Regions from separate parts of the Mus musculus genome. Here region 1 is linked to region 2. The links are chromatin contacts, called in public Hi-C maps. All regions are on one chromosome and are shown on one strand. Each heading gives the region's core, a stretch centred on a gene start, on an enhancer-like site or on the middle of the called end of the contact. The rest is flanking DNA. Distances are from core to core; before and after follow the strand shown.

Region 1 (2,700 bases), core at 165-2,664, 150 kb before region 2:
CAAATTTCAAAGATAAGACTGCTACAGTCACATTGCAATGTTCAGTGGTCAGATCTTGTTCATACCTGTCAGTCCCTTTCTTTTGTTTAGAATTAGAAAAAAAAAAAGTTGTATTTCAAATACCTGCCCCCCCAAAAATTAAAAATGGCACCTGGTGTGGTGGAACATGCCTTTAATCCCAGCAGATCTCCATGAGTTCGAGGCCAGCCTAATCTACATAGTGAATTCTCTGGCAGTCAGAACAAATGGTGAGACCCTGTCTCAAAAGAAAAAAAAAAAGAAGAGAAGAGAAGAGGAGAGGAGAGGAGAGGAGAGGAGAGGAGAGGAGAGGAGAGGAGAGGAGAGAAGAGAAGAGAAGAGAAGAGAAGAGAAGAGAAGAGAAGAGAAGAGAAGAGAAGAGAAGAGAAGAGAATACAGAGGATGGTTTAAGCTTTGTTGAATTGAATTTAGAAGATGCTAAAGAGGTTTTAAACATGGTAGAAGAGACAGACTCTGACTGCACCTACATATCTGGGTGACACCTCTGTGGCTCCCAATAGGCAGAAAAGGAAGTCAGGAGGAAGATTCCATGGGTATTTTTTTACTCAGGATTTTACAAGCATCAAGGATCAATTGCAACATGTGAATTTTCAGTAGCATCTTCAAAAAGGAAAAGAGTTCACATTTTAATTTAGAATGCTTGTGTCCTGTTATGATGTAAACGGTTTTTGTTCATTTGTTTTAACCCTTGGTCCCCAGCTGGGGGCGCTGTTTAGGAAGGTTGTGGAACCTCTGGAGACTTAACAGATGGAAGTGGGTCACTGGGCCAGTCCTGAGGCTTAATAGCCCTGCCCCGTTTCCTGTCTGCTCTCTGCTTTGGGAGTATAGTTACCATGTAAGCGGCTGACTAATATTTCCACCTTCATGCTTTCTCCACCAAACTCTCAAGCAAAGTTAAGTCTTTCTTACATCAGTCTCAACATGAAAAGTAATTATTTTTTGCATGAGAACAGATGACATTGCAGAATATCCTTGAGATAGAAAACATAAAAGAGTAGGTTGAATTATATAGGTCTGTACTTACAGGGGGCCAAAGGGGAGCGCAGTCAGGACATGACTTCATGATCTATTCTGCACCTCGTAATACTCAGAGACCCTTGAGAGAGTCTACACTTACTTCTCTACCTCAAGAGAGCTTGCTCTTCTCAAGATTTAGATTTCATCAGGAAAGAAAGCGGAAAAGGACCACTTCAGAACACAAGCCACATGCTACCTGCAGCTGTTTCGATGCCTCCCCTTCTGTAGATCTAGCCTTGCCCAAGTGCTAATCCGGGTGTGTGAGATGCTCATGCGCCCGCCTCTGATCAGACAGCAGCACACGAGTCCCCAGCTGCATGAGAATGGTTCACACTCCAGCCGAGGAACCCACCATCTCTAACCACAACAGAACGGAAGCAAGACTGGCAGTGCGCATGCGTGCCTTACCCACAGCCCACATCAGCCCCTGGGAAGGCTTTGTGGGTTTTGTCCTCCACAGGCTTCAGGATGGTGAGCTTCCTCTTGGTGGCATGTCTGGTGCTAATTTCTACTTAGCTGGCTGAAAAAGTTCCTTATGACGTTACTTTCTGCAGGTGGTCTCCATCTTTGCTCCTCTAAGTGCATAAGTCTTCCTTTTCATATTCTAGGGTTGGTGTTGCAGGTATAGTTGATGTCTAAGAAAGCCTCTTTCTCTCTCTGTGACTGGCTTATTTTCCTTGTTAAAGATGGTGCTGGATTTTTCTACTATATATATATATATATATATATATATATATATATATATATATATATATATATATATACATATACATACACACACATATATATACATATATATGTTTTAATATTAAAATCCCATATAATATATAAAATTGAGACTTCATATTCACATATATATTAAAGGTTGTCTAATATTTCTCCTAATACATATACACACGCTCACACATACACACACACACACACACACACACACACACACACACACACACATATATATATATATATATATAACAAGTAGAAAAGTAGTAAGATTTCCTCTTACTGGATTGTTCTCACTGCATTACAGCACCCTCACTCTCCACCTCCTATTCCTAATGCTACCTGAATTTTATGGGTACCACCATACATAACCCTTGGAGAGTGGACCACATGTGCTGACTGACAGCTTGAGGAGTGAGGAGGGAGATCATAGAGAGATGCTCTGCTTTCTGGCCAGGACACCTGGGTGTGTTTTTCACCAGACTGTGAACCTTTTAAGAACAAAGGTTGAATCTGTAACCCTTTCTAGATTCAGACAGGGTATGTTTTCCAAGGCTTTCTAAGCACCCCGGCTGTGATTCAAATGTGGTGCTGCTCAGCAAGTCCACAGCTGCTCACTCCCATACCCAACCTCACCCATCCTCCACGTGGCTCTGCCCTTGTCCTGTGTCTCTCTAGACCCCACTTTCACATTGCAACTTTTTTTTTTTGCCATAGATTGTAAGAAATGTGTGTACAACAAGTATCTGAACAAAGTGACCCTTCAACTTAATTGTGAGGTTGCGGCAGAAATCAAGTCCTATTCAAGTTCATGTCACTGGGCCCTACTTCAGCATGTCATGTGACACAAAGCAGCAAACACTACACAATTGGGCTGAATAATATAGAGAGAGGATTGCCCCCAGATCGGAGCACTTCCATATT
Region 2 (2,700 bases), core at 53-2,552:
AAATCATCCTCTCCCTTCTGATGTCATGGAACCTGAGCTGGGTTATTTCCCTCTTAGCATGGAGGAGTAAAGCTAAGCTCTCACAGGCTTTTATTAATGAGTGACAGTAATTAAGAAATGAGGCCTACTCTTACTGACGTTTGAGCCTGAGAAAAATAATGAGAGACTGTTTCATGTAAAGAGTCTATGTTCTTTCATAGTAATTCAGGCTCCCTGCACATCATTTTTCATTTCTTTTAAAATGCAAGAACTCCCAATAAAAACACCTCAGCATGTTATTTTCCACTTAAACCTACACCAAACTGGTTGAAGAAGAAAAATAGAGAGCTATGAAGAACACTCTTGGGATTGGGGAATTTTTTTTTTTTTAAAGAGTCCAAGCAATGTGACAACCTCAAACTGCTTGAAAAAAAAAAATCAATCTACTTCTAGCATAACTTGAATTAGAGACTGTGTCAGTTTACTCTCCTGTAGATGGGGATTTCTTTTGCTTAAAAACTTTGAAGCTGGGATAAAAAGGTGCACATAAATGCATGTAGCACACGCTAAACATTTGCTAGGATTGAAGAAGCCTGAAAATATTAAGTTGTAATCTATTCAATGCCAGTTATAAGTCTTTAGAGTAGTCACAATCAAAAGGGACAAATTCTTAGTTCTCTTGGCTTTTATAGCTTCCCCTTTGGCCTCCTCTGTCCTCTGGGACTAATCTAGCCCTTCTCAGAATAGAATCCTTGGGGATTTTGCAGATGGTACCACGGAGCGCCCTTCCTCCTGCCTCCACAGCCTTGATGCTTTCAAGGAGTAGGAAGGATGTGGGTAGCAACAAGAGCTAAGACAAGGTGGAGAGAAGGCGGCAGCCTAGGCGCTAGGGCTGATAATTTCTCAACAGAATCTCTCAGACTCCAGGCTAAGGTCTAAGGCTGGCTGTGCTATCTGAGGTGTGTCACCTGACACCTTACAGGTTCCAGCCGACTTAGGCACCGGTGCGTGACGCCCAGCCGCCGAATGGAGGCGACAGGAGGGCCCGGCCTCGCTCTGCGGCCACCGCAAAGGACAAGCAGCATCTTTCTTAGTGTGGCCAAGGCCCAGATCCTGCTGTCCTCGCGGAACCGCCTCACCTGGCCGCGGCTTACGTCCCCACCGCCGCCCACGTCCAGCCGCGCTCACCTGCGAGCCCAGGCCCGGGCCCTCCATCACGACCCGCGCCCGCTCGGCCGCGGCTCCAGCGCAAAGTGGCGGCCGCGGCTCTCCAAGCACGCCTCAGCCGCCTCTCGCCCACTTCCGGCTCGCGCTCCGCCCTCCTAACTGCGCGCATCCTAGGGCTGTCAATCCGCCACGAGAAGCCAATCCCCGATCTCTCTCTCACGGGGGCGGGACTTTCTCACCTCTAGAGAACTGCCGGTCATCCCCGCCCCCTGCCCCGCCCCCGCTATGTTCTTTCCTTCAGCCCCACCCTTGGCACCACTTAGGGTTCCCACTCAGAAGGCTCTACAGGTGCAGGTTCAGGCTGTTGTTATTCCAACGTCCCCGAGTGGGCTACCCCAAAGCTAGCTGTCCTTGTGGAGTTCTCTCCCTCACCTCAATCTTCTCAACTGTGAGTCAAGAACAAACTTCATGTAAGCGTTTGGAAAATTAACTGAGGAAAAGTATTTACAGTCCCACAGCAGGGGTTTTGGCAGATGAAGAGCATCCTGCCTCATGGACAACCTCACAGATGTTAGCTGTTCTAGGCATTGGGAGTTCCTAACTGCTGCTCTTCAGTCATGTGCTCTTGAGCAAGATACTTTTAGCATCAGGGCCTGGTTCCTCATAGAAAGCAGAAGATGTGAGCGGTGGTAAAGGCACTTGCCAACAAGTGTTACGACCTGAGTTTGTTCTCCTGGATCATGGTGGGAAGGGAAAAGTCTTGATGCTTTCCACTGATTCTTACACACACACACACACACACACACACACACACACACACACACACACACAGCTCGTTCACCATGCCACCTCCACACACAAGTAAATTAATAAATGAAACAAAAATACGTTTTAACAAAAAAGAAAGCAGAAAATATGAGAGTTCCACAGGGAGGGTGGAGATATAACTGAATAAGCCTCTCCAGTCCCTTTTGGTAGACTGCATGGAGGAGAGGGCATATAAGTCTTGCACACATTGGTGGGCTATGAAACAAGAATACTCTTGGTTCTTACCAGTGGGGAGCTCTCTCCTACCTCAGTGTCCAGAAAACAATAGGGCTTTCCTGAGCCTGGACTCAACTCCGTTCTTTGTGATAATTCCTTGATGTGTCTGTTACCAAGCCCAGCTTGGTTAGATCCTTAGAGGCTAAGTCAGAATTAATATTGTGACTCTATGAAACCATGAAATAAGTGTCTGGAAATAAAGTGCTGGGTTACCCATGAAAAAATATTACCCTGAAACAGTAAAATTATAAGTGTATTATTATGGTCAGTGGCCCTACTTATTGGGCACACCATAGATTACCCATAAAGCCTACACCCACTGAAGATGGGAAACACTGTGTTTGTCTAGGAACTCCCAGTGCCCAGAACAGCACCGAGACCTAGAAACTATTTACCATAATTACAGTGACTAGATGGGTGGATGTACGAATGTGTCATCAACTTTTATGATGCTACGCAGAGCAAACTGAGTGACAAATCGAAGGATGGGCAAGTGACTTCCTCCAGAGC

Evidence for each region. Hi-C and Micro-C count contacts between places; a contact is called where the count stands out from the background.
Region 1: a Hi-C map of CD8 T cells shows a contact between it and region 2, with 2.5 times the contacts expected there. The contact joins the enhancer-like site here to the promoter of Zdhhc13 in region 2. A contact is called at or near these places in 3 of 39 promoter capture datasets (hematopoietic stem and progenitor cells, liver and trophoblast stem cells), 5 of 484 Hi-C or Micro-C datasets (CD8 T cells, granulocyte-monocyte progenitors, myeloid progenitors and 2 more) and 3 of 115 datasets of contacts at active chromatin or transcription factors (the 230-238 cell line and pro-B cells).

Annotation. Positions count from the first base shown.
Region 1 is chr7:48,936,470-48,939,169 of GRCm38.p6, reverse strand. No RefSeq gene overlaps it. Among named protein-coding and RNA genes, the nearest start is that of Gm2788, 57 kb to the right of the region's middle. Within about 2 kb of position 1,414, at least 66 of the 459 cell types and tissues checked have an H3K27ac peak or open chromatin away from gene starts, as enhancers often do. A contact at or near this core is called in the 230-238 cell line, CD8 T cells, pro-B cells and 1 more, where this site is marked.
Region 2 is chr7:48,787,605-48,790,304 of GRCm38.p6, reverse strand. It overlaps Zdhhc13 (zinc finger, DHHC domain containing 13), which reads right to left and starts at 1,302. Exons shown (of 17, transcript NM_028031.3): 1 at 1,168-1,302. The coding sequence starts at 1,194.